Linked DNA regions of Mus musculus: regions 1, 3, 4, 5, 6 and 7 are each linked to region 2. A link is a contact called in public promoter capture Hi-C data. All regions are on one chromosome and are shown on one strand. Each heading gives the region's core, a stretch centred on a gene start, on an enhancer-like site or on the middle of the called end of the contact. The rest is flanking DNA. Distances are from core to core; before and after follow the strand shown.

Evidence for each region. Promoter capture Hi-C pulls out the DNA fragments that hold promoters and counts their contacts.
Region 1: a promoter capture Hi-C map of pre-B cells shows a contact between it and region 2. The contact joins the promoter of Tmem167 here to the promoter of Cox7c in region 2. A contact is called at or near these places in 3 of 39 promoter capture datasets (cranial neural crest, hematopoietic stem and progenitor cells and pre-B cells), 2 of 484 Hi-C or Micro-C datasets (CD4 T cells and pre-B cells) and 1 of 9 other capture datasets (liver).
Region 3: a promoter capture Hi-C map of pre-B cells shows a contact between it and region 2. The contact joins the promoter of Polr3g here to the promoter of Cox7c in region 2. A contact is called at or near these places in 1 of 39 promoter capture datasets (pre-B cells) and 1 of 484 Hi-C or Micro-C datasets (CD8 T cells).
Region 4: a contact with region 2 is called in a promoter capture Hi-C map of pre-B cells. The contact joins the promoter of Cetn3 here to the promoter of Cox7c in region 2. A contact is called at or near these places in 2 of 39 promoter capture datasets (liver and pre-B cells), 1 of 484 Hi-C or Micro-C datasets (pre-B cells) and 1 of 9 other capture datasets (liver).
Region 5: a contact with region 2 is called in a promoter capture Hi-C map of pre-B cells. The contact joins the promoter of Lysmd3 here to the promoter of Cox7c in region 2. A contact is called at or near these places in 2 of 39 promoter capture datasets (liver and pre-B cells).
Region 6: a contact with region 2 is called in a promoter capture Hi-C map of pre-B cells. The contact joins the promoter of Vcan here to the promoter of Cox7c in region 2. A contact is called at or near these places in 1 of 39 promoter capture datasets (pre-B cells) and 1 of 484 Hi-C or Micro-C datasets (pre-B cells).
Region 7: a contact with region 2 is called in a promoter capture Hi-C map of pre-B cells. The contact joins the promoter of Rps23 here to the promoter of Cox7c in region 2. A contact is called at or near these places in 4 of 39 promoter capture datasets (cranial neural crest, frontonasal cranial neural crest, liver and 1 more) and 1 of 484 Hi-C or Micro-C datasets (CD4 T cells).

The regions. Positions count from the first base shown.
Region 1 is chr13:90,088,343-90,092,187 of GRCm38.p6, forward strand. Tmem167 (transmembrane protein 167) reads left to right here and starts at 1,325. Exons shown (of 4, transcript NM_025335.3): 1 at 1,325-1,441. The coding sequence starts at 1,439. It overlaps Xrcc4 (X-ray repair complementing defective repair in Chinese hamster cells 4), which reads right to left and starts at 1,266. Exons shown (of 8, transcript NM_028012.4): 1 at 1,155-1,266.
Region 2 is chr13:86,044,429-86,048,118 of GRCm38.p6, forward strand. It overlaps Cox7c (cytochrome c oxidase subunit 7C), which reads right to left and starts at 2,367. Exons shown (of 3, transcript NM_007749.3): 1 at 2,173-2,367; 2 at 1,299-1,441; 3 at 370-480. The coding sequence starts at 2,247. The coding sequence ends at 1,325. It overlaps Gm22574 (a small nucleolar RNA gene), which reads right to left and starts at 620; the gene lies at 561-620.
Region 3 is chr13:81,709,087-81,713,059 of GRCm38.p6, forward strand. Polr3g (polymerase (RNA) III (DNA directed) polypeptide G) reads right to left here and starts at 1,927. Exons shown (of 8, transcript NM_001081176.1): 1 at 1,772-1,927. It overlaps Mblac2 (metallo-beta-lactamase domain containing 2), which reads left to right and starts at 2,331. Exons shown (of 2, transcript NM_028372.1): 1 at 2,331-2,896. The coding sequence starts at 2,443.
Region 4 is chr13:81,781,548-81,785,278 of GRCm38.p6, forward strand. It overlaps Cetn3 (centrin 3), which reads left to right and starts at 1,700. Exons shown (of 5, transcript NM_007684.4): 1 at 1,700-1,810; 2 at 3,094-3,229. The coding sequence starts at 1,794.
Region 5 is chr13:81,655,720-81,659,347 of GRCm38.p6, forward strand. Lysmd3 (LysM, putative peptidoglycan-binding, domain containing 3) reads left to right here and starts at 2,087. Exons shown (of 3, transcript NM_030257.1): 1 at 2,087-2,217.
Region 6 is chr13:89,740,650-89,744,201 of GRCm38.p6, forward strand. It overlaps Vcan (versican), which reads right to left and starts at 1,863. Exons shown (of 15, transcript NM_001081249.1): 1 at 1,424-1,863. All of the region lies in intron 1 of Gm4117 (a long non-coding RNA gene), which reads left to right.
Region 7 is chr13:90,921,450-90,925,585 of GRCm38.p6, forward strand. Rps23 (ribosomal protein S23) reads left to right here and starts at 1,673. Exons shown (of 4, transcript NM_024175.3): 1 at 1,673-1,750; 2 at 2,138-2,297; 3 at 2,877-2,997; 4 at 3,088-3,283. The coding sequence starts at 1,747. The coding sequence ends at 3,234.

The DNA.
Region 1 (3,845 bases), core at 75-2,574, 4.0 Mb after region 2:
TTCTACGTCTACATTTGAAACATTCATGGTTAGTCAACTTAAATAGTAAGTATAACACAAAGCAATTTTGAGACTATTCAATGACAATCACTTCTCCTATTGGCCTAATCCCCAGTCCCCCATTCAAATACTCAAAGAAATCCCTTGTCCTGCAGTCTCCTGATACCACTAAGATGCAGATTCTGAACTTGAGTATTTGATCAACAGGTTTAGCAGTTGGGTATAACTGATTTTAAAAATGTAGTAATAATTTCAAATAAAATCTTGGATGACAATGCAGTAATAAACACAATCACATATAGCATAGCACTAGGTAAAAGTACTGTGTTGCCATAAGTACTAGATTCTCATGATTCAGCTAAATAATGGTTAGAAATTAACATATCACATCAGTTTCCTTCACTAAAGCTTTCTATACTTCTTCTAGGTCATTAAGTTAAAGAATGGGTAACATTCTGAATAAATACTAGAGCCATACTGACTAAAGGAAAAAAACAATTATTTAAACACACAGGATTTCCATAATTTTGATACACTTGGAAGAGTGGGGAAAGTGCCCGACTTCAGAATCATTCCAAGAATGTATATAAAATTGAACACATCAGATTACATCTTCCCCGTATCTACAAAACTCATAAAGAGAACTAGAGGTGAAATCGTTTCTCACCCACTGGTTTTATACTAGCCAAATAATCCCCTCGGGAATGGGCCGTTCCTTTCCAGTAGCTACCACAGAGTTCTTTCCCTCTCCCCACGGCCTAGAACGTCTAAGCCCCGGATGTAGAGTGTGCAAACAAGGAGGGGGCCAGCCAAGGCCAGCATTGGCTGGCGGGAGGGGCTGGTGGGTCATCACACTGGACGCAGCCTTTTAAATCCAAGTCTCCACCACAGAGCAGCTCAGCACAGTTCCAAGGAGTCCCTCACGACTGAAAATTCCACGTGACACAGAAAGAGACACTTAGGAAGGAGCCCAACAGGTGCTCACATTGGGAAAACCTTACATCTACAAAAGGCTCAGGGGGTCACAGACAGGGTAAAAAGCACGCACTGCGCAGCTTTAAAGCTAAAATCAGGGACTACAGGAGGTTGACATAGAAAGGGGGGAAAAAATGCATTGCTTCTGGAAAGACACCACAGCCACTTCCGGGCCCTACCTCTCAGTACTCCACTTCCGGTCTTCTAAAAATTGTGGACGCCAGAGATAAACCGATGCGCCCAATGAGAGAATCCGCTAATACCGTGGTTTGCGAGTCGTCGGCCAAGTCCCACCTCTTCCGGTAACAGAAGCCTATCACGGAGTCTGAATGGTGCGGCATGGGCGGAGGCGCCGCGATAGGTCCAACCGGACCGCTGGAGCGAGCGGGAAGCACAGCGGGCCTGCATCCTCTTCCGCCCCGGCCCGGAAGGGTGATGTGGCTGGACCAGCACCGGCCTCACTATGGTAAGAACCTGGGCTTCCTGGCCGCGGTTGAGTTTCTCGGCGGGGCCGCGGCTCGTGCGGGGCGGCGGGGATGGTGCGGGCGCTGTGGGGCGCGGGAGCCCTGGCGCTAGCGTGATTCTCCGGGGATCCGAGGGTGCACAGGCTGGGAGTCATGCGGCCGCGATGCACATCCCGGAGCATCAGGCCAACAGTCCTAGGAAGAACCCGGGTGGTGGACTCGGCCCCTCGCCAAGAGGCCGACTTGCTGCGTTGTTTAGTGTGGAATTACGGTGGCATTCCACTAAGCCGATTGCCATCTGCTACAAATATCTGGACGGATATACACTTTCAAACGCTGGAGTCTCAGTCTCCCCCTTTCCCCTTTCTTTTATGTGTTCCCTGTGTCACCCAACCTGCATCTTTCTGCAGTAATTAATGGATTGCCGGTTTTCTTAACACTAGATACTACTGCTTCCGTTTTACCTGTGGAATCAATGGCGAGATAGGGCCCCTCCCTCATCGTTTTTTCAATTCTAAAGACACTTCTTTGCAAACGAATGTTTTTAATGATTTTAGTTACTGTCTCGAAGGAACTTGAGCCTTACTCGCAGACCACCACTCACTTTGGGAGTTCCTATGCGTGTTATTATTGATTGTTTAATAGTTTAAACCTCAGAAAACCTTACACTATAAATCACAAATAGCAACAACAACAAAGGTCAGGACAAGGAACAGAAAGCCCCTGAGTAAAGTAAACATTAGTAATTAACTTTTAAAGATCTATGAATGCATCTTTTCAGTAGTCTGGTAAATGCAGGAATCTCCCTTCACTATCACTTCAGTGGGTTTAGAAGCCATTTATAACTATATTTCTAGAGAAAGCTTGTTGTGTTATCATCTCAAAATCAGCCAGGACTCTCCCACCCCCACTAGACCTCAAATTCTACGATTAGAAGATACTGAATTTGAGTCCATTAAAGCCTTTTTTTTTTTTTTTACTTCGTACTGCAGATAGTATATTCTTGGTCAAAAGGATGTTAATAAACAGTTACAGAACTTGAAAAGTTGCTTTCTTGCCTATTTACCGAGAAACAAGTAGAATGACTTTGCTCTTAGTCAAAGGTACATTTTACATCCTCTCCTACTTAGATAAAATCAAGATAATTTAAGATGTACAGTATTTTAACTTTTTCCAAAAACAAGCTTTTGTTTACTAGTACTTGATGTGTAGAAGATGTAGTTTCTAAGCATTGTCTTGCTTTAAATTCCTGACTTCTGAGATATTTCCAGGTAAAGGAAGAGAAAAGTAGGGAGCCTGAGTTGTCTAGGATCGGGTACCTAGTAAGTAAAGCCAGGCCTCAGATTTATCTAATGACTCTATGGAGTGGTAACAAGAAAAGTGACTGGTGTGTTCATGAAGATATGCAGTTTTCTGCTCCAGATTTTTTTAACTTATGATTTGTTGAATATATGGGTGTGTAACTGGAATTGGAGGGTTGAAGGGTGAATTATATGTATCCCTATATTTGTAGAATGGCTTTGGAAGGATGTGTGATAGTATTAAATCTGTATGTTTTACTTTTTTAAGTGTTGTGAGAAAAAAAAAAGTGTATGCAATGAATGTTTTATTAGAGATGTTACTGGTCATAAGTTACACATGTTAAATATTAAGTGTAATGTCCAAAAATAATATTGGTTATAAATAACATAGAAGGTAAAGATTAAACTTAGCAGCTCCGTTTGTCTTTATATTCTGGTCCTTGGTCAAGTGTGCCATTAATCACAGAGGAAATCCAAGAAAGGTTTGTGAGAGAAAAGTAAAATGGTAAATTTTTTTACCATAATTCTTATTGTATTAGCAATAAAAATGACAGTACAAAAGAATATGTCTCTATAGTTTGACCTTATGAAAGCATTCCATGAACTTCACTCTGAAAGCCATTGTATAAGGTTAATAGGAATCTAATGTAGATGCAGTGATCTTCTCTCAGAGTACTTAACAGCAAATAAATACTTTGAGTTCCTAGAGACTGTAGTATCTTTATAGTTTAAGTCTAAATTTGGGGGATTGTTTTTTAAAGCATTGAATGATTCAAGTGAGTAACCAGCACCCAGCGTTTAACTTTTCTGTTTTACCAAACAACCTAGATTTCATTTAATATTTTCTTGATTGCAAAGTACATTTTTTCATGTAGGATTTGCTTTTTTCCCTTCAGAATATCTTTTCAATCATTTTATCGAGGTATATGAAGAATTCATTTTTCTAAAACTACTAATCAAATATTGGTTCCACCTTTGGACCAGATAGCTATTGACGCTTCAAGAGATTTATGACCTCTGAACTATAGCTTGACTCACAACCAAAGTTCTGTAGTGGAAAGTAAGAAGATAAGCTCTTATACACTTGTGAAACAGGACCAGTTAG
Region 2 (3,690 bases), core at 1,117-3,616:
TCATATGCAACTGTGTTTTATGCATATGCATTCTCATTTGGGACATGTGTGAGCTTGCAAATAGAAATCCAACGTTACCTCAGGTATCTTCCTCTACTGCCTTCTAAAGCAAAGTCTTTTGTTGAACCCAGAGTTCAGTGTTAATCCTAGTTAGCTTAGCAAACCAGCTTGACCAGAGATTTTATGCCTCTTGGGTGTTGGGATCAAAAGCAGGCTATTTTGCTTGCCAGCTCTTGATCAGGGTACTCAAGGATATCAAAGCAGGCCTTATAAGCAGGTCCTGAAAGCATGTCATGCACTGACCCGTCACCCCAACTCTCATATATAGTTCTCATCAAACAAAAGTAATAACTATCACATTCCTTATTGCAGAGACGAGGCATTGAATCTTTATGTCATTAGTTTATTTACAATTTTTTCTAGTATAAGAGTTCAAGAGTTTAATCCAATTTTCAGATCATCTCTTAAACTTTCTTCATTCTGCAAAATAAAAACAAAATGGCATTAGAAGCCCGACTTTACAAGTTACAGCAATTTCATATCATCTATCAATTTGATGATACATCAGAAAGCGTTTACAGTATCATTTTATTCATACTGATTTGCTTCATCACATGTACCAAAATTTTCATGAATTATGCTAAATAAACACATATGTATATGAAGGGATCTAGGCTACCACTATGCAACATGTCTATGGAGAAACTTATTAAGTTTTTCAACCTCAGCAGACCAACTGATATACCAACTTTAATACCATAAAATAGATAACTAGGAGTGGTAGAAATGAAAAGAACACTGGAACATTTCAGGGTTTCTTTCCCATCAACTTTGTAGATGTCAATACCATTTGGTAATGTCAAAGGTTGGCTATCCTTAGTGCACTTTTGTCGCTGAAGATTCAATTATTTCTGTAGAAGACACAACACTGATTTATGAAGTGTGATTCATAGAACAAGATTATCCTCTGTAGGAACCCTACACTAGTGCTACTAGCTATTGAAACTCAATCAATTATCTCTGTGTCTTCAATGGGGTTTTAATACTACTTATCTTAGAGGTGTGTTGCATAATATATATTCAGATTATTGGGGTCAAGGAGTACTTGTAAAATACTGACCTTTACTGATCAATACTTTATTTTTTTAATAGGTTTTCCAAATTGCCTCTACCAATATGACATTTACACTTAACCTTAAGGAATCTGGAGACAACTATCTACTTGCATGTTGTGGAAGAGTGTATAGGGTATAGAACAGAAATTACTGTTTTAGGAAAATTAGAAGCTTACTAATTACCTGTTAAAGGGATGAATTAAATATCCTTATTTTTTAAGTAGCTGGTGTCTTACTATAAAGAAAGGTGCGGCAAACCCAGATCCAAAGTACACGGTCATCATAGCCAGCAACCGCCACTTGTTTTCCACTGAAAATGGCAAATTCTGTTGAGAAAGAGAGAACACGGCAAAAAACATTCGTTCAAAGCATCTGAACTTGCTCTAATAAAAGGGTCGGGAGCAACCACGTATTTTATAATCAGCTGCATTCGACAGAACATTTTCATTTTAATTTAACACGCAGGTTTTCTGAATACCAGTTGGTAGGCCCTATTAAGTGTAAGGGTCTTTTTGGTTTTAATATTTGAAAAAAAAATTACTCTCCGAAGTAGTAACTTTTAGAAACAAACACATCATTCTCGTCCGTTGTTATTCGAATTTTCAGTATCAATCACAGTACAATTTTCTCTTTTTCCTATTCCACATCCTCTCTCTTCCCTTTACCAGGCTTCACCTAACAATTCCGGGGCAGTCACCACTAAGTACTCCGTTTACTTACACTGGGGGCTAAACCGGGCCTAACCGAGGATCGCCGCTTCAAACGTGGCTTGCTGGTTTAAAGCGCTAATAACCAGCCACAGGCCCTCTTCTTTTGTTTCCAATGACCTTCAATCTCCGACGCCGCCCAGCTCCCACCGAACCTTCCAGGCCTCGCTCTGCGGCTGACAGGCGGCGTGGAGGCAGCGGCTAGGCGCCGTGCTTCCCAGTTCTCCCCGGGGTGTGGACTGAGGGGCCTGAGTGTCTCCCCGAGCTCCTGGACAGTCACTTCCCTCCCCACACGCTCCAGGCCGGCCGCCGAGCGTCACCTTGCCCCTAGGCAGCCGAGCCTCACTCACCTTCCCCGGACCCTCCTCATAGTGGCTGCGACGGACCACGGAGGTCGTGAACCTCCGGATACTCTGGCCCAACATGTCGCTGCTGGAAGTTCTGCGAGGGCCGCAGACACGGAAGGCGGAAGAAATGGCCGTACCACCTAACTCCCCTTTCTACACGACCTTGCTCGGCAGAGCGCGAAGACCGAAAGGGAAGATGGGAGTTACAACAGGAACTTCCTGAAACGTACTCAACCGGCGGGCTCTGAGGTTTGTGGGCTTTGTAGTTTAGATAATACCGGGCGCCATATCGGCTCCGATGGATTGTGGGAAATGTAGTCTGGCTCTAGAATGAGCGCGCACCAGCACCAAGTGATAACTTACCTTTAGTGATTCAATGGGACCTGAGCTGTCCTATGAGTTCAGATCTAGGATTCTTGGGATTTGTTTCCAGAAACAATTTATTGAAGAAACTAAAGCTGCTTTAACATGTGTGTTCAAGTTAATGGAACAAGAAATAAAATTATTTTCTTGTGAGTATATCAGTCATTTTGATTATGGTTCTTTGCCAAGGTTGAAAGATGTGCATTATAGTCCTGTCTGAGGGAACACAAGCAACTGATCAAACAGTATGTAGCACAAAGGATGCCGTAGTGAAAACTGGACTGAAGTGCTAAGACCTGGTTTTTTTGAAGGTATAGAAATTGGATATAAGAGGACATACAGATAGAAACTCCTATGCGCAGCATGATTAGGTTGGAGAAGACACAAGAACCTTCTGACTTCTGGAGATTCCCTGGATTAGGAATTGGTTTATTCCTGCTGAACATAACAGTTTCATGGAGCATCAACATTAGCCAAGGCTACTAGACACTCGTAGATTATTGTTTTTTTTTTAAATTGGATAATTTCTTTATTTGCATTTCAAATGTTATTCCCTTTACCAATCCCCCCCCAAACTCCCTATCCCATCCCACCTTTTGTGAGAATATCGTTTGAAAAGGGGGTCACTGTGTGTATCTCTAAATATATAAATATAACCTTTTCAGTCTGTATAATATTACTTATGTATGTAACAATACCGGATGAAATGAAGAAACCATGAATTTGAAAGAGAACACAAGGCAGGGTACATGAAAGGGGTTGGAGGGAGAAAAGAGAAATGGAGAAATGCTGTAATCATATTATAATTAAAAATTATAATTTTTAGAAGAACACCACATAGACTTGTTAAATTAAGATTAGTCTAAATATGGTTCATATTTGATGATAAAATTTGGCTGAAACTATATCCTAAGAGATGTGTAAAAATATTTCATTCAAGCTACTAAGGCTCAGAAAGTAACAGGAGTTAAGCAAATCACAGGACTACATTCTGTCATCTAGCTCTCAGTCTGTCAGTCTGTTGGTTTGTCTATCTATCTATCTATCTATCTATCTATCTATCTATCTATCTATCATCTATCTGTCATCTACATATTTATGAATCTGCCTGTTAAACATAGTTGCAAATTCTATCACAAGTGTAGGCCATCCTTACCT
Region 3 (3,973 bases), core at 677-3,176, 4.3 Mb before region 2:
AAGACTATTAGCAGTGTGTTCTCTATTATTCCCCTTTTTTCTGCGTTAGCTCAGGCCTTTAACATCGACCCTCTGAAACATCGTAGGCATTTTATGTCCAGATAATTGTTATGTCCCTAACAATTCATCTCATCAATTTAACAGAAGGCTAATCGTCTGATATGTCATTCTCTTCAATTAACAGAGCTTAGGACATTTAACTTCTGCTTCTCACCAAGTAACTATCCACTGAGGTCTTGATAAAGACCCAACTCTAAGCCTAACCTCTGGGCCAAACCATCCTCTCACTGTTGGAAATACAGAGGCAAACAAAATAACATCTCTGCTTTTAATGGAGTTTACGATCGAGTATGGGAAGTGGGCAAAATATACTTTAGAGAACCTGTCAGAACCTGATAGGTGGTGTGAAAATGAAGCAGGAACCAGGCCAGAAAAACTAGTTGAAGAAGTTCTGCCTCTCTCAGGACTGTCTGAGCTTAAATGTAATTACGATGAGAAGCAGAGTCATACTGAAAAGTAGAAAACAAAGTGTCATTGGGAACTGTAGGTCCAAAGGACTCTAGAGCCTGCCACAAGCCAGATAGTCATCTCTGAATTCTTTCTGAGCTTATGGCCAAGAAACAACACTGTGCCATCTTACCGAGTGGCCCCCTTCTGCAGCAAAAACAAAGTACAGAGGGCACTGTGTTTCTCTGCAGAAAATGCATTCGATAAGGCCAGTGCAATCATTCACTAGTCCATCTATAAGTAGAATCCAATTTTTGCATTTTTTTTGCATTATATAACAAGTATTTGTGTACAGGTGTTAGCTTCCTCAGATTCTCGAGAACTCACATCAGACTTTTTTTTGTTTTTAAACAGTTTTCTGCTTGTCACACACCATTTAGCTGAGGCACTCGTGCTAAGAATGGTCCCAACTGCATAACCGATGAGATTAGCAAAATACTCAAAAGGGCAGTGACCTGCTCCTACACCCACCAGAGAGTTTTGGAGTGTTGGAAGTACAGTTCTCCCTCTAGGAAACTTATTAGGAGATACCACAGTAAGAATCTTCCTAATTATCCTTTATAATGCTCTCCCGTGGGTCTCTTTATAATTTCTGAAGGTTAGTCAAATTCTCAAAGGGATTTCTTAATCCGAAATAGATGTATCAATAGCTAGTGGTTGGGTGCAAGCGCAGGGACTTGATACTGACAGTGGGGGTGATTTCTGGTGGCTTGCAAGGCCACACCCAGTCCCTATCCACTTTTCATGTCCCCTCAAAGTGCTCCGCCTTTCCTTAAGCTCTAACTTTCTCTGCTCTCTTCAAAGAGCAAAGAACCACCCAGAACTATGACGGCCATTTAGGTTTTTCTTTTTAAAGAAAAATTTTATCACCAACCCCTCTCCTCACTATCAAGGGTGCCAACAATTAAGAAAACAGAAGCGACGGTAAGTATGCCCTTATCAGCAAACTGCCGCCAAACTTTGAATGAAGAAAAAACACAGTCGTCAGATTTGCATAGTCTTCTCTTGTAAGAGGATAAACTCCCTTCTTTCTCACTGAGAACAAACCCACCGGAAAGCTGGGAGATCTGGCTACGAAAACTTTAAACGGTTTGGAAGACCGCAGCAGCAGCTTTGGGGAGGTAGGGATACTTCCCAAAGTCACTCCAGAGGGGCTTTCATGAATGTTGGCTCCGGATACCCGGCCACCACGTTCTCCACGTGCCCCATCAACTCCCTTCTACCCTCTTCACCTCCTGCCCAGAACGGGATAGCTTCCAGTTACCTGCTAGCCAAGTCTCGAGGCTTGAGCACACGGTGCAGCAGAGGAAGCAAGAAAGCCGGCAGCCCCTCCAGCAAGGAGCCGCAGATTCTACCTCCGGAGTAGCGCGCCCCACACCGCACGCGGCTACGGCGCAGCAGAGCGCACTGGAAGCCCCGCCCACTCCCGCGAGGCCACACCCCCGGAAGAGAGCTTTTTAGCCCTTGGCAGGCGCCGTAGTCAGCCTCCAACAGGCTCGGCCTCACTCTGGGCTCCGGCGGCGAGTGCACAGCCCCCCGCTGCCCGTGTGGGGGCGGTCCTGTGTGTCGCTTCCCACGCATCTCTCCCGGCCCCTGCAGTAGAACCCCGAGCAGGGCAGCATTGCCCGGTGTCTCCTCCCCGCTTCAGCAGCCTGCGTTACTGCCTTGGTGCTGCGGCTGCAGAAGCTGCGGCAACTGGGGTGCAGCCTGCGCTCTGCGGCTCGGACGGGAGGGCGCGGAACAGGTGATCTGGGCAGTGTCGCAGCGTCCTATCCACGCTCCCTTCCGCATCCCCGCCCCTCGATCGCACCTCCTCCGGAGCTGAGAGTAGCTCCTCCGGCTCTGCAGCAACAGCAGCAGCAGCAGCAGCAGCGAGTCCTGGACTGCCTGTGGGAGGCACACCCACCTAGCCCGGCCGCACCCCTGCGCAGCAGCATGTCGGCGCTCGAGTGGTATGCCCACAAGTCTCTGGGCGATGGCATCTTCTGGATTCAAGAACGGTTCTACGAGTCAGGCAACCGGGCCAACATTTGGCTGGTGCGCGGCTCGGAGCAGGACGTGGTGATAGACACTGGCCTGGGGCTGCGCAGCCTTCCGGAGTACCTCTACTCCTCTGGCCTCTTGCAGGATTGCGGGTCTAAAGAGGATGCAGGACGCCGGCCACTGCTGGCCGTGGCCACCCACGTGCACTTCGATCACTCCGGCGGTCTCTATCAGTTCGACCAGGTGGCTGTGCACCGCGCCGAGGCCGAGGCCCTGGCTCGCGGGGACAACTTTGAGACCGTGACCTGGCTTTCTGACAGCGAGGTGGTGCGGGCGCCCAGCCCTGGCTGGAGGGCCAGGCAGTTCCGAGTGCAGGCAGTGCAACCCACCCTCATTCTGCAGGATGGTAATGGGCCCCGCGGGCGTGCGCTGTCACTGAGGGAGGGGCTTGGAGAGCGTGTACAGCATGTTACAGACCTCCTTGGCACTGTTGGGGTACAGTGCGGGAATACTCTGTTTCACCCTTTGCTGCGTGGAAGTCAGCTTAAGCAGAGACTAGGCCCTGGCAGGCTTCTCTGTCCGGAGATGCGCGCTGCTGCTGTGTGGCTGTCTCTTTGAAAGCTCACACCATCCCCAGTCAGTCAGCTACAGTAGTAACACTGCAGAGACTTGTGACTGGAGATTTTCCATTCTTTTCCCAAGTACCGGTTGAACATTTTCAGCTTTTGTAACGAGTAGGCTTTTAAGCAATGGCACCTTGGGAAGAGTGTTAGGCTCTGTGCTTTGAAAACTGCTGACTTCATCTGCCTCCTCACTTCACTGCATAGTGCCTATCCGGTCCACCTGTAGGCTTGGAAAGCTTTGGTTCCGTTTCATCCATCCTGACCTTTCGGATGGATTTGTTTGCTTATTGCCTCACAAGAAAAAAAAAAAAAAAGGCTTGACAGTGAACATAAAATATAGAAATATGACAAATATCTGGTCTGGATGAGAGCAAGGCCTAGGAAAGATCAATAAGGGAGTTGTTTCCGGTGGAGAAAGTGTGTGTGTTAATGAGGACTTCATTCTCTTGGTCCTAAGCAATTGATAGATTGGAGCAAAATAGACAGGGTCCCAGTCCCTTTCCCCTCATGCTGGAACTGCACTAACTGAACTGATTAGCAACAGCAGCAATATTTGATTTATCAATTTTATATTTTTGTCTTAGGATTTATTTATTTATTTACATCCCCAAAACTACTCCTGCTCCTGCTCCCTCCCTCACAGAGTCTCTCCTCCCATCCCCTCTTCTCTTCTCCTCCGAGAGGGTGGAGGCCCCTCTGGGTACCCCTCCCCCCAACACAGCACATAATCAAGTCTCTGCCAGATTAGGTGCATCCTCTCTCACTGAGGCCAGATAGGGCAGCCATGGAGCCTGAGGTGCTTGCCTGCTACCTATGTGCCTGGAACCTCTTTTCAGTCTGTGTGTTCTTTGGTTGGTGCT
Region 4 (3,731 bases), core at 450-2,949, 4.3 Mb before region 2:
AGTATTAAGTAATAATTTCTTCTTTATTTCACTTCCTAGAAGAATGTGAAATTTATGTGTTTCAAGAAAATTCTTCATATTAAATGAGAATATTTTACCAGCTTTTTAATTCTATCAAAGTTCCATTAAAAAAAATCTCATTATATTATTTCTCAGTAATTTATTCCTTCTAGTTTAGTTTATTTTGTCCTTTGTTTCAAACATCTCCATGTAAATGGTTTATTTTCACCTTTATTTAATACTTTTCTTCTTAGGCTTGGTTTTACAATCTTAAAATTTTAGTAGTTTTTTTTTTCACTAGTGTTCTTTAGTATACATATGACGTAATCTAATTTCCTTTTTTTGTTTGTTTGTTTGTTTTTTCGAGACAAGGTTTCTCTGTGTAGCCCTGGCTGCCCTGGAACTCACTCTGTAGACCAGGCTGGCCTCGAACTCAGAAATTCACCTGCCTCTGCCTCCCAAGTGCTGAGATTAAAGGCGTGAGCCACCACTGCTTGGCCTAATTTCCTTTTAAACTTGTTAGTAAAAGTACTTAATTTTTATATTTTAGGCAGGGTCTACTACTAGTCCTGGCTGGCCTGCAATTCACAATGTAAAGAATTCAAAGATCTGCTTACATGTCTCTTGGGTGCTGGGATTAAACATGTGTAGCACCATGCCCAGTTGAGTTCTTCAACATTTTTCTACTTTGGTTTTGGGAGTGCTATCATTTAGCTATTACTTTTTAGCTTTATCCCAATCCTTTACTTGTCCAAATTCCTATCTACACTCTAGCTTAACTCATGCATAGCCAATTACACAGCGTCCTTCGTTCACATATAAGCTTACATACAGTATTTGCCGTTTCTAATTCCTAGCCCCAGTTTATTGTATTTATACCGATAAGCACTGCAGGTTAGCTCAGTAGTTTCCAAGTTTTCCACAATAATACCTCATTTTATGCATCAAATATTTATGGAGCACCTAAGTTCCAGATATTTTGTTTGGTACAAATACTCGTGTAAACAGAACCCTGGCCTTGAAGACAGTCAGTCTCGCTCGCAGTCTGATGATCTAAGTAAACTTTAAGAGGCTTGGTGGGCAGTGAAGATAAGACGCACATAAACACTTTATAGCACTAGAAAATGAGAAGCAGAAGCAAGCACACATTTCCAATCGCACAGAAGAAAAGGGTGGTTTGGCTAGTCTCATTGTAAATGACCTAACAAAACAGCAAAACGAGAAGCCTAATCCATAATCCAGCCTGCCTTAAAATCACTTGGGAGATGTACGGGGGAGAACGCTTAGCTTGGTCCTCACTGAACTAAGAATAAAGAATGTCGCCTTTAGATTTAAGTTTCTCAGGTGCACCGGCCACCTAAAATTGTACATCTTTTCGCAGACCTGGTTCCCCAATAAACTGCTCCCTCGTTCTGAGCAGGCTGCTTGGGCTGGCCTTTTCCCTTCCCTCGGTCGACGCCGTGCATGTCACGCGTGGGGCCTCGCCTTGCCTGCCTGAGTCTCGCGTGGTGACTCTAATACGCGCGCAAGGGAGTCGGGAAAGAACCTGGCCAATCCAGGGAGCCAGACTGACAACCAGGGCCAAAAAATGTGTACTTGATTGACATGAATGCTGACCAATGAAAAAAGAAGAGCAGCGACGCTTCCGCCCCAATAGGCCGGCTGTTGGCAATTTCAGCCAATCGCGCCCAGAAACTTGTCTGGTGGGTGGTCCCCGAGGCGTGGAGGTTGGTGGCTGTTGAGCGGTTCCCGTGGTAAAGTCCCCGAGTGGAACATCTCTGTCGGAAGAGAGAATGAGTTTAGCTCTGAGGTCGGTAACGAGGAGGCCGTGCCTCCGTCCCCCCAGAGGGCCAGGGCGGGTGTGGACGGGAGACCGGGTCGGGGGCGGGTGCCCAGCGCCGAGCACCAGACCTCGGCGGTTCCCGCCTCCGGGCACCGCCGCAGCCCGAGTGAAGTCTCGCGAGGTTTCCCTCACGCGACTGCGGGACTCAGCCCTGGTTGCCTGATTCCCCCTGGAAAGTCGCAGGAGCGCTCGCCTTTCTCCCCGGGCCCCGAGGCACGCTGTGCTCTAGGCGTCTCGGGTGGAGCTCGTTTCCGTGACACCGTCCTTTCACTTCCGTCCATCCCTCCCCTCATTGGCTCCTCACCTTGCCCATCTACAGTTAAAGGTGCCCCGGGCGGGCCGCGCCGCGCCGCCCCTTTGGCTCCGCAGGGTGACGAAGGAGGCGGGAGCTGGCGTGGGGGTGTGGCGAGTGGGGGCAGCCGGGGTCACGTGGGCCACTGGGCCGGCGTCCCTGAGCCCGACGGCGTCCAGACGTAAATAGCGCGAGCAGTTAGTTAGCCGAGTTTCAAGGGTTTGAGGTTTAAAGCTTCCATCTTTTAGAACGTGCGGATACACGTGCTGTATCCTCGTTTACACATTTGGACCGCTTTTTGCATTGGCAGCTTTTGAAGGCAGACATTTTCAGATCCAAGTGCCCTTTTTAGATTTTTCTTTAAGCTTCTCCAGAGTTTTAAGACGTTTAACCTATCGTTTACATGTTAAGTGAGAGTTAAAACACTTTTAAACATCACGTAGACTTAAGCACGACTATTAGATGCTGTGATTTTTTTTTTTTTTTTTTTTTGGTGTCTAGTATTTGAATGTTTAGACCCTTTTATATTTTGCCTGGCTAATATCAGTGGAATAAAACCACAAAGCAGTGTTACAAATGTATAATCTAAAAACATTTTGAGCTTACAGTGCAAAAGTAATCTTTTAAGTTTTATGGTTGTTTTTTTGTAGTAATTGTGAGAATTTATAAGCTGTCCAAAATCAAGTCTATTCTGGTTGATTGTTTTGTTCTTTATTTTTGGTAGATGACATTGTTTTGTTCTTTATTTTTGGTAGATGACATGAATAATATGTATGGTGTTTTCGGTGCTTTTGACTTTGTTTAGGATTTCTCTTATAAAAGTACATTTGACTACAGGACATTGATTTAGGGGCAGTTCCTTTATTTGCCAGGCTACTCTGCTTTGTTAAAATTTAGAAAATGAATCTTTGTCCTAAGATGGGTTAAAGTGGCCTAAAGACATTTTTCTGTGTCCTAGAGGTGAGCTTGTAGTAGACAAAACAAAAAGGAAAAAACGAAGAGAGCTCTCTGAAGAACAGAAGCAAGAAATTAAAGATGCTTTTGAGCTGTTTGATACCGACAAAGACCAAGCCATAGATTATCATGAATTAAAGGTAACAGGGGACTTTTAAGACCCATTTTTGTTTAACTCAATTGCATTTGTGACTGTTGCTTTAAAGTCTATTTTAGAAGCTTGTCTCGGAACTGTGAGGCTGTTTGTAGTGCCCACCCACAGGTGGTACAAGAAAACAGTACAAACAGAATATGGCTTGTAGAACCTTGTATTTAAGTGCGTAATGATGGAAAGTGTAACTTCTCCATTCACCCAGTTAAAGGGAGAGTCCTTAGCATGCTCTTCCCACTGCTGTTTTCCTCTGTGGGATGGTATATAGCTCAGCTTTTTAAAACACGATGTTTGTGGCCTATGCTTGTTGCTTGTGCAGACCTGTACATTCCATGTGTATCATGTGCAGTGTAGAGTACGGCCTTGTGTGCCTTCCAACACTGTTGCCTTGAGACAGACTGTCTCATTGAATTGGAAGTTCAGTACTTCTGAACTAGGTTGGCTAGAGAGTGAACTCTGGGGTCACTCCAATCAACACACCTCTGTCACTG
Region 5 (3,628 bases), core at 837-3,336, 4.4 Mb before region 2:
GTTTTTTAAAAAAGAACTAAATCTGCAATGGCTGGAATATATTTCTCGTACATATTCCTTTTCGGAGACAAATTTATTAATAAATCTGTAAAGAAAGAGGAATCTAAATCTTTTGATCAAGTACTATATTGTTTTAAGGAAGTCAAAGGATCCTGCTATTCCTTTGAGGAGCACTCTGATTGTTTTTCCTTTTGACATTAATCTGATAAACATTCCTAAACTTATTTGTTAAATCTGATTCAAGTGTTATGTGTCAGTGAATTTAAGGCAGGTACTAAGCAAAGTTAAACCCTAGTTAACTTTATTTTTAATTTTAATGCATTTTAGCAAACAGTGCTCCTCACAAGTGGTATCAATTTACTCTCTACAACACTGCATTTACTCTGTCTCAGTCTAAATGTTAGCTATAAAACTACAAATTCCTAGAATCATGTACTTCTCAACTGAACAATTTTAACGGACAACATAGCAGATGAGATCTGAAAAAAAACCTACTACTTTTGGCCTTCGGATTGCTGAGAACACCCTCTTTTCCAAAGACAAATACTTGTTCTTACCGGCCAACTTTCTGGAACTCAGCCAACATTCGTGGCTAACTGCTTCTTTTGTATAGTCTAATAATAAAATATACACATAGTGTGCCCTTTTGGTAAACAAATACTCGATTTTAGTTAGATACAAACAATCATTCAAAAGCTTTGCAGATCTCGTGTAGGATGTTTCTTCAAAGCAAACAGGTAGTAGTCCTGAAGAAATGCTTGGAATTCGTTCTCCCTCAGACTCTCCCAAGGATTCCATGGCCTATTGACATTAAAATAAGAAAAGTAACCTACTTGCAAAAAGACGGTTGCATTCCATTAACATTCATGAGGCCTGAACAGCCGAGGCCCTACACATCAAGAACGGAATATATCCTTTGTCTCCTGATGAGAAAATGTCTCCGTGATAAATGGTTACAGACAGCGGTGTCACAGGGGCAAGAGCTCAAAGAATAACTTGGGCAAACTTTTTTTTCCCCGGTTGTCTTTGCCTGGAGTTCTTTGTAGCATTGTTCAGCACAGTGCCTTGTCCTTTCAAGTAAAAGGCGCTTATTGCAATGTAAGTAAAATCCCAGTCCTTGCAGAGGCACTTCTCAGAAAACCAACCGACCAAGGAACCAACAGAACAAACAAACAAACAAACAAACAATCAAACAAAAAACCCTTTGGAAATTGGAACAGCGTTCCAAAGGCTTTATAATTACTAAGTATTCGGACTGTAAAGAAAAGTGTGGTACGTCTTTAGGCAATGTTGACCTAAATGGGTAAGCATTTAGTCAAGTGCATTGTCGGTCGTCAGCACAAAACACCAGGTGCACCTTTAAAATGTCATACATCATTCGCATAAATACAAACACTGTATTTACCACTTCGGCAAATTTCTAAAAAAAAAAAAAAAAAAAAAAAAAAAAGTCAGAAGAGAGGTATTTATTTCACTGCCATAGATAGTGCAACACCAATGGCGTCCTGTTAATTTTCAAATCCAAGTAGGTTAGTTACAAGTTGTTGACAACTTTGTCCCATCAAAGTGCAGCTCCAGGGCACTGTGAGCTTAGCTTGGCTAGGTGGCTCACTCTGCTGACCTACAGACCCAAGGCACTCTGCCTGTCTTGTTTGCTGCTCTAGGGCTCGTTCGATATGGTAAAGCACGGCCCAGTGTTTTTGCTTTCTTCTGCCCCACCGAGAAGAAAGTGCCAGATACAGAGCATTAAGAAATGCACAGCGGCTCTCCATTGGCTCTTCCTCAAGCATGCCCTCCGCTCAGTACGTTTCTTAGCCAGGAGGACCCGTTGGGTTTAGATTCACAGACTGCAGGAGTCCAACACGGCCCGGCGGCCCCCGGACGGGCGGGGCTAGAGGCGGGGCTGAAATCAGGCCCCGCCCCGGCCGCATCGGCGCGCCTGCGTGCTGGCGTGGGCCTGCGGTTGGCCGCGGGGTTCTGGGTTCCCCGCCTCCGCCCGCGCCCTCGCACCTCCGCCTACTCTACGCGATGACGCACCGCAGGTTTGCGGACGTGGCGGCGGCTGTCGGTGCGGAAGGCGGGGACGGCGGCGACGGCGGCGACGGTGGCAGAAGCGGACCCAGACACCGGAGAACCTAGAGTCGGTCATGAACGTCTCCGGGGCCGCGGCTGTGGTGGAGGACATAACCGTGTCGCCGCGCCCCTGCTAGAGGACAGGTGACGGTGGCTGTGGGGCGGGGCGGGGCAGGACGTCGATCGGGGGGTCACCGTGGGGCGCTGTCCCCGGTTCGGGAAGGACTCTTACCTCCCGGTTTTGGGCAGCCCTTTCCGGGCCATTCTGCCTGTCCCCTTAGCATCTGCTCCGAAGCGTCCCAGTCTGACGCGGCGACTTAGAAATCAGAGATGTAATCTTTGCGGGGGACGTCCGGAGGAAAGGGAAAAATAAAAATAAAAGCGAGTGGAATGGAAGAGGGAGGAAGTTTGCAGTTGTTGCTTAGGTTTAAAATTGGCCCTGGAGAATAGGATCGGGGTGATTCTGTCCTAAGTGCTGAACTGGCTTGTGCCCTGTGAGTCTTCTCTTGCTCCCTGCCGAAGGTCAAGACCAAATATTAATATGCAGCAATTAATATGTAGTACCTAGGGATTTGAGAGGTCGCTTTCCGGTCTAGACCGGGTGGATGAAAACATGCTCACGATACCCATTGATGATCACTTTCAGGACGTTTGTCAGCAGTGCAGTATGCAACATGTTCTAGTTTTCTGAAGCCATAGATTCCATAGATAATTCAGAGAGGTAAAGAGAATTGAGGCTGATGGCTTTGATTCCGTGTACTTTCTAATCTTTAGTAGATTGACATGTCATTACCTTACTGGGCCAAAGTGCAGCTTGGCACTTGGATTACAGATGAACAGTCAGACCGTAGTGTCCAGATTGTTTATTTTGCTTTCCTGTCATTTTAGAGGAATAGAGACAGATGCGCGAAGACGGGAGTCTTTTGATTCCTGATTAAGACATGGTGAGGGAAAGACTGATAGAAGAACACATTGTTTCAAATGGCTTCTGGGTATTAGTCAGTAATTTCAGAGAGCTGTACTAAGAATGGGAGGGAGAGCGCTTTAGAGGGATAGCATACCTAAGGCAACGTAACCACCCATATGCATTGCTTTAGATCTAATCTTTTCTGCTTTTGATGGATGCTTTTGAGGATCTGAAACAGATACTTCCTGAGGTAGTACATGTATGTATGTATGCAACTTGCTACTGGTTCCACAAAACTGACAGACATCCTCTACATCTAAGATGTGGGCTTTTTATTTTGTTTTTAGAAAAGACCTAGATAAGGGAGTGCAAGCGTCCTTGTAGAAACAGGTGTGCTCCTTACTTTAAACTGAGATGTGAAACGTGGCTCTCATTTAGCTTGGATCTGTCAAATTTGGAGTGGTTTTTGGCAATAGTTTAGCCCCTGTGGGAGCAGCTGAAGCAAGCTACTAATATAGCTGTTAATAAATTATCTAAATAGAGACTTTTCAACTTTTAAAGATATACAGTGTCCCTGTAAAGCAAGGTCAGAAACTGGATTTTAAGGGCTGGATTTTATGAAATGAAATAGGTATGTTTTTACATAGA
Region 6 (3,552 bases), core at 613-3,112, 3.7 Mb after region 2:
GAACACAGATAGCGAGTCTCCACTGTGGGTGTACTTGAGGCAGTATTGCCCTGCAGCCTCGGGGGAGATTTCTTTCCCTTTCCTCGGGATCCCGAGAACACGTAGGACATGCGGAGGCGAACGTAGTTGGATCCGAGAGCAAATAGTTTAGGCTATGACATTATTTTCTTACCACTATTTCTTCTGTCTAACCCCTCTGAGCAGTCCACGCCCATTGACACCGAGAACAAACCGAGACAACCGGGATGTCCCGGGTCTGCAGGCACTAGAGAAGTCTCTGCAATGCCCACGCCTACTCAGGGCAGTAGGACTTTCTCAGCCAGGGCGTCCCCGGGGAAACCCGGCACGCACTCTCCACAACCACTCCACCAGCCCGTAAAGTTGCTCAACTCAAGTGGAGAAATGGGAGCGGATGAAGATACAGAAGGGAACAGAGGACTGCTGTAATCCAGGCGAGAAGACTGCACCAATTGGTCCCCAACTCGAGTCTCCACGCCACCTTTGTCTGGAGAATCTATGGGTCCTGGTTTGCTAGTAAAGATTGGGGGACAAGCCTTCATTTCGTTTTCCAGAGCGAGGGGGGAGATACTGCACACCCCTCCAGTTCAGGGAAAGCTTTCCCGCCCAGGAGCCTCCCAGACCTCTACGGTGTTCCAACAACCCCACCCCCATCCAATGCGCCTTCCCGGCTGGCTCGGGAGCACCACGCGCAGGACAAAAGAACACAGGGGCAACGTGAGAGAGCTTTGACAGCCCTCAAGTCATCAAAGAAAAGCAGCCCCAGGACCCTACCCAACCCCTGCCAGATAGCCTCCCACATTGCCTGAGGGGTTGGGGGAAAGGGTCATGTCCGTGCAGGTCCTGGGCCGCTAAAGTATCCTGCTGCCTTGTCAGGAGCTGCCCAGAGGTGACTTTCCAGGAACCAAAGATACTGACCACACACACGGAGCCAGGAAACCAGGTGGTCTGCCCTAAGGTGGTTTCAGGGGCTTGCATTTGGGCAAGTTTGGGGACTCTCCATTCAAACTTTTGCCTCGACCACTTTAAAGAGAACAAAATCAAGGTGTGAGGAGTCCATTCCATTCCTCCAACTCAAGATAGCAGGACTTTTCTAGGATTTCGCTACAAAATCCCTTCCCCCTATTCGGTTTGTCCTTTTCCTCTACCCCACCCCGGACTTCTTTTGTCTAGCTCTTTTTCAGCACCAAGGTCTATCTGAATTCATCTCTTTAACAAGTTACCTTCATGTTTGAAAGTGCGCACATTTTTCTAACTTCGCCTTACAGCTAGTCCTCTTGGCTTTAATTAAAGCCCTCTTCCAATTACAATGTGAGTCTTTCCCCCTACTAAGCTGGACGGTTTTCTTTTCCCAACAAGTTTTCCCTCTTTCTTTTAAATGGGGGAACAAAAGAAAAGTGATTACCTTGAAAGGCGGCTTACTGCAGTTTTCGGGGTGGAAATTCACTGCTGAGCTGTGAGAAAGGGCTCCGCGTTGCCCCGGAAGATCACATAGGAAGCGCGGTGGCCTGGGGAAGGGTGCAGCGAGTGCGGGACAGAGCTGGAGAGGAGAGAGGATGCGCTGGTAGCGGCAGATCCTTGTCCCAGCGCTTGGCCACAGCACCTAATGCTCACAGCTGCTGCGCCCGCGCTCCTTGAGTTCTTCGCCCAGAAAGGCTCGGGGCAGCTCGCCTGCAAGTTCAAATGCGGGTTGTGACACCCACCGTCATTATATCACTGTACCGTCAGAGCCGAGGAGGAGACTCAGCGAGAAGGAGGAGGGAGAGGAGGAGGAGGGTTCATTCACAGGCTCCTGAAGAGCTCCGTAGCTCAGTCACTCCAAAGAGCCCAAGCTTGGAAACAGGCGGAGGGGCGGAAAGGAGCTCCCTCAGCCTGCGGTAGGGACCGCCTGCCTCCCTGGCCAGGCACTCCCACCTCTCAGCGTTTCTTCCTGATGAGAAGTACCAATCGGCTGGGGGTGGGGGGAATCCGTGCTCCTCATTCAACGACTCGGTACCACCTCGCTGTGCAGTCTCAAACAACTGCCTTCCCACCCATCCCCACCCCACCCCCTCTTCCCCGCCCTGGGCTGCTACTTCTGAATTAGGGGAAAGGAGTCCCCAGGCTCTGCTGCGGCCAGCAAGCACAGAGCAATTAAGTATGGTCAGTCCTTAGGAGCGGACGGGACTCTATAACATCAGCCAAGAACTTGCGTATAATGTGTTTAATGCGACCACGGAGCTTGCTCGTCCCATCAGAAGAGGTGTCAGGCTCAATGCTCCTGCCAACCTGAAAGAGATACTGAGAAAGTGAGATCCCAAGCCCCAGGGAGACGCAAAAGCTTTTCGTGACTGCTCTCCCTAGGGAACTGCCCAATGGGGAGCCCGCGGCATCAGGCCCTACACAAAGACCCTGGCAATAAAGGGTTGGACAGGAAATCCCCCCAAGCAATCCCTTGTCCCATTCAAAGAGAATCCTTTCTCTGACACAAATCCGCGTCTTTCCTTAAATGTATTTCGCTTCCTTCCTTCTTCCATACCTCTGTCTTTCACAGGATATCTTGCAGAATTTTCTGCCTAACTCAGATTTCTTTGACTTACCAGTCTTTCCATGTTGTCTGGAAATGGAATCTTTCACGTTCGCAATTTTTTTTTTCCCCTACTCAGGCTTATCCATCGATGTAAACAACATCAATATAGAGAAGCACACCCTTCACTGAATCACAAAAGACTCCATTAGGACCTTAAAGAGCAAAGGGTCAAACAGTTAATACAAAGGATTTCTGACCCTCACAAAAGGGCGACTTTGAATTTTCCGTTACGTTGAAGTCTAGTATGAGTTTCTAGAGAGAGGACAAAATAAGTTCGCAAGACATGTCGAAGTAACTCTCAGGGTACTGAAACAATTACAAACTTTTCCTCCTACACCAATATGGAAATATCCTTGTAATTATTGACTCTGAATGTTTTGCTTAGAGAATGACATCAAACACAGGGCTTCAGAAACGGTAGTGATTAACGCAGAGAGTTTGTCTTTACCCTGGATTTCTTTAATTAGATTGGCTGCCAACCACAGTTCTAAAGTTGTAACCTAGACCCTTCTGCATGTGGGCTCCTTTTCTAAGGTTTGTAGATTCAATATGATCATAGATCTTAAGTGATAAACATGTGGTAGGATTATCAGTACAATTTCATCCCCCGGTGTGTATTTCATGTGTCCTTTTACTTACACTCACTGTAGTGAGTGACTTAACTGTACTACGGGCCATTTCGAAATCAGTTTGGCTTACAGTGACTTATTTAACCTTTATGCGACGATTGTACTGCCATTACTAAAACTGAAATTTCATCCCATATATTGTGCAGAATGAGAGCCACATCTTGACATCAGACTTCAGTCACTGCATTTAACATGCCAACACAACCAGGTATGGAAAGAGACTCACCCCAAGCTTGCACAGACCAGAGATGCTTATCAGAACACAGCTCTTGAATCAATAGGAATTCATTCAGAAAGAAGAAAAATAAAATATAATGAATTTCCATTATTATTTAT
Region 7 (4,136 bases), core at 423-2,922, 4.9 Mb after region 2:
CCAGGCCTCAAAAATCCTGTTGATTCTACTGCAAAACTGTAAAACCAATCCAGGAAGGTCAGCACCTCCCCTGAGCGTCCAAGCCACACTCACCTCCTGCTTTTACAATCACACCTTCCTAAATGCTTCCCAGACTCATCTGTTTTTGTCTCTTTACAACTAATCTCAGATAAATGCAAAGTATTCTTAAAGAATCCCCCAGCTTAGTGAGAGCACTGACTGCTCTTCTGAAGGTCCCGAGTTCAAATCCCAGCAACCACATGGTGGCTCACAACCACCCGTAATGAGATCTGATGCCCTCTTCTGGAGTGTTAGAAGACAGCTACAGTGTACTTATGTATAATAATAAATAAATCTTTGGGCCTGAGAGAGCAGGGACTGAGCAAATGGAGTTGACCCAAGCAAGCAGGGCCGACCGGGGAGCAGAGGTCCTAAAATTCAATTCCCAACAACCACATGAAGGCTCACATCCATCTGTAGAGCTACAGTGTACTTACATACATAAAATAAACAGATCTAAAAAAAAAAAAAAAAAAAAAAAAAGAATCCCCAGCTTAAATCTAAAGATTTAATATCAGAGGAGAGTTTCAGAAGGCTTTACTGCGGTAAAGTTCTGTTTGTTTGGTTTGTTTGGTTGTTTGGTTGTTTTTGAGACAGGGTTTCTCTGTGTAGCCCTGGCTGTCCTGGAACTCACTCTGTAGACCAGGCTGGCTTCAAACTCAGGAATTCACCTGCCTCTGCCTCTCAAGTGCTGGGATTAAAGGCATGCACCACCATGCCCAGCTGTAAAGTTCTGTAATGCCCAGGCTTTCAGAACCACTGTTGCTTTTTTTTTTTAATCTCTCAGTTCAATTGACAAGAGAACCACCTTTCACTTCTGGAAGGCTGTATCCTATGCTAAATATAGGCTCCCAGCTCAAATGTAACCTACAGGGATACCTTCTTAAAGTCCACCCCTTCACTAAAAAGCTTCATTTTTCTATAACATTTGTCAGTGTGTAAAGATATTTTTTTATATTTATAGGCTCTGTCCCTTTACCTAGAATATAAACTTAACGAGAAAAATCTTCGTTCTCTTAACTGCCAAATATCCAGTGCAAAGACATTAAAATTTTCATTTTTATGTGACTCAACATCCCAGAAAAACTACAGGAAAGATTCGGGTTGTAAAGGTACTAGAATTAAGCAAGGACGCACAACCAACAAATGTCAGCTCACTGTTTAAAGCTCAAGTCTGGCTAGAAACAACAACAACAAAAATAATCGATTTTTCATCACTGAATCATTGCCTCACTAAAATTTACAATTTACTGACGCTGGGAACCTCCTACTCCGTCCAGCCCCACCCCGCTCCGCCCTTTCCGAATTAGCACCGCCCAGCCCTGGGCCTGAGGTGTGGGGGGGTGGGGGGGTGGGTTGAGGGAGTTGCAGAGGACGCCTGCGCAGTGAGCAGTTAGCGCAAAGATTTCTGGGATTGGTAGTCCGTATTCCTCTAGCCTTGTCATTTGCCTGAAAAGGAAATAACAGCGTAAATGAAATTGCTTTGGATTTGATACATATTAAACAAAACTCTGTGTCTCACAAAAGTGGAGGCACTGAATCGTTTCCTCCACCCACACACTCCCCGGTACAGGCGCCGCTTGGACAGCCGCACGGGGCCTTCGGCTGGGCGGGGCTTCCCGCAATGCCTTGTGGGTCCTTCCTGCACCTCCTCTCTCTTTCTCTTGGGCCCGTGGCGCCGGCAAGATGGGTGAGCTGTGCGGGGCTGGGCTGAGGGGCCGCCGCAGGGCTCTAGAGCTCGGGATACGGCCTATCGTGGGGAGATAGAGCGGAGAGTAGGGCTGTAACCGGGCGGAGGTCGGGAGAAGGGGCGCCGTCCCGCGGGCACGTGGCCATACGGAAGAGTTCCTGCGGCCTTCGGGCGGCCTTGCCGGGACCCATTACCCTGGAAATTTAAGTAAGCGTAAAGGCCCCAGCCTGGGTTTGTGTGCAGCTCCGAGTTAGGGGATTTCGAGGGTAATTGGCCCACGTGCTAAGAGGAGCCACAGGTCTCTGGCGCAAACGTCCCTTCTGCTGAAGCTCGTGTGCGGAAGCGCGGGCTCGGTTTGCGGAGCATTCAGTGATGTGTGTTTTTTAGGCAAGTGTCGTGGTCTCCGAACTGCCCGGAAGCTCCGCAGTCACCGACGGGACCAGAAGTGGCATGACAAACAGTACAAGAAAGCCCACTTGGGCACAGCCCTGAAGGCCAATCCGTTTGGGGGTGCCTCTCATGCAAAGGGAATTGTGCTGGAAAAAGTGTAAGTCAAAAGCTGCGCGCTAGAAGCGATGGTTTACCGTAGTTGAGAACGAAGTAGTTCTTCAAAAGTCGCAAAAGATCCTGAGCCTGCGTTGGTTGGGGTTTTTATAAGGAAAAAATGGGAAATGTGCTTGTTTATGTTCGGCCAGGGATGAGATTACTAAAGTTTTTAATTTCGGCTGTAGTCTGGAAGGAATGGAAGAAGTAAAAGTAATATAGTACATACTAAAGCATACATTGAACAGTTGGGGGGGGGGCTATACCTTAAGCAGCTGGTACATTCTTAGTATCTTTTTGGAGTTGAGAAAATTCCTTTTCTGGCATGTTTCTGGTGCATTGGCTTTTTAGAGTGATGATTTTTTTTTTTTGTGTGTGGCGTTCACAAATTTCGCAACAAGAGTTTGAATCCTCATTTTTACCACTCCAGTGGCGCTAAAGTTCGATTTTGCCTGTAAAAACTTCATTAAAATAGTGGCATCTGCAGGATTTGAGACTGGATTGACTAGGAGCTGCTTCTACTTTTATTCTTAATCGAATTTTAAAAACCTTACTGACTTCACATGTGCCATTGATATTGCAGAGGGGTTGAGGCCAAACAGCCAAATTCTGCCATCAGGAAGTGCGTCAGGGTGCAGCTCATTAAGAACGGGAAGAAGATCACAGCGTTCGTGCCCAATGATGGCTGCCTGAACTTCATTGAGGTGACTTATTTTATTTCTTTTAATATTTAATTTGCCAGGTGGGTATTTTAATTGCCACTGATACCTAAAATGGCCTTTATTTTATTTCAGGAAAATGATGAAGTTCTGGTTGCTGGATTTGGTCGAAAAGGTCATGCTGTAGGTGATATTCCTGGAGTCCGCTTTAAGGTGGTTAAAGTAGCCAATGTTTCTCTGTTGGCTCTATACAAAGGCAAGAAAGAAAGGCCAAGATCATAAAATTTGACAATGGAAACACAGTAATAAATTTTCATATTCTGAAAAAATATTTTGTGTCTTACTTCCTGCCCTGAAACTCCAAAAATATTTTACCAGTTTTAGGAGACAGCTACTAAAATACTTTGTAACTGTTACAGCTACAGTATAGAAATAACACTGCAATAAGTGGACACTGTCAACATGTGCAGTATTCTAAATGTGCCTTGAATTTCTATTGTTCCTTGGCAATTGTCAAGTTTAATAAAGTGTCATAGAGGTCTTTAATTGACCTGGTCTATAGGATAATTTTCGGTGATTGTGGAGAACTTAGTATGCAGAATTCTAGAGGGTAAGGCTATAGTAATCCCAGTATTTGGGAGCAAGGGGCAGGAAGAATGCTTTGGGTGTGTGGGAGGGGTGTAATTTGTGTGCTTAGTTGTGGAGAGCTTGGGCTAAAGTAAACTGGGGGGCACAGGGAAAGGTTTGAGCAAGGAAGAATGCATACCTTAAAATTGGTAATTTTTACCTCAAAGGTATACAGTGAAAGGGGCTGCTGAGAGCTCAAGAGTAAAGCACTTGCAAGCTGCAGGACCCGAGCTCAGATGACCTTCCTCAGTAAATGAAGGAGACACCCTGTATCCCGCTTTGCTCTTGCTACTTGAGTCTATTGTCTTGCACCTAATTGGTTCAAAGCATTCTTTAATCTCTGCAAACCTTGCCCTCACAGGGGTTATATTTTCAAGGGAAGATCACAAATCACAGCTGGGCGTGGTGGCGTACACCTTTAATTTATTCCAGCACTTGGGAGGCAGAGGCAGGTGAATTTCTTGAGTTCGAGGCCAGCCTGATTGGCAGAGTGAGTTCCAGGACAGCCAGGGCTACACAAAGAAACCCTGTCTCAAAAAAAAAAAAATCACAGATTG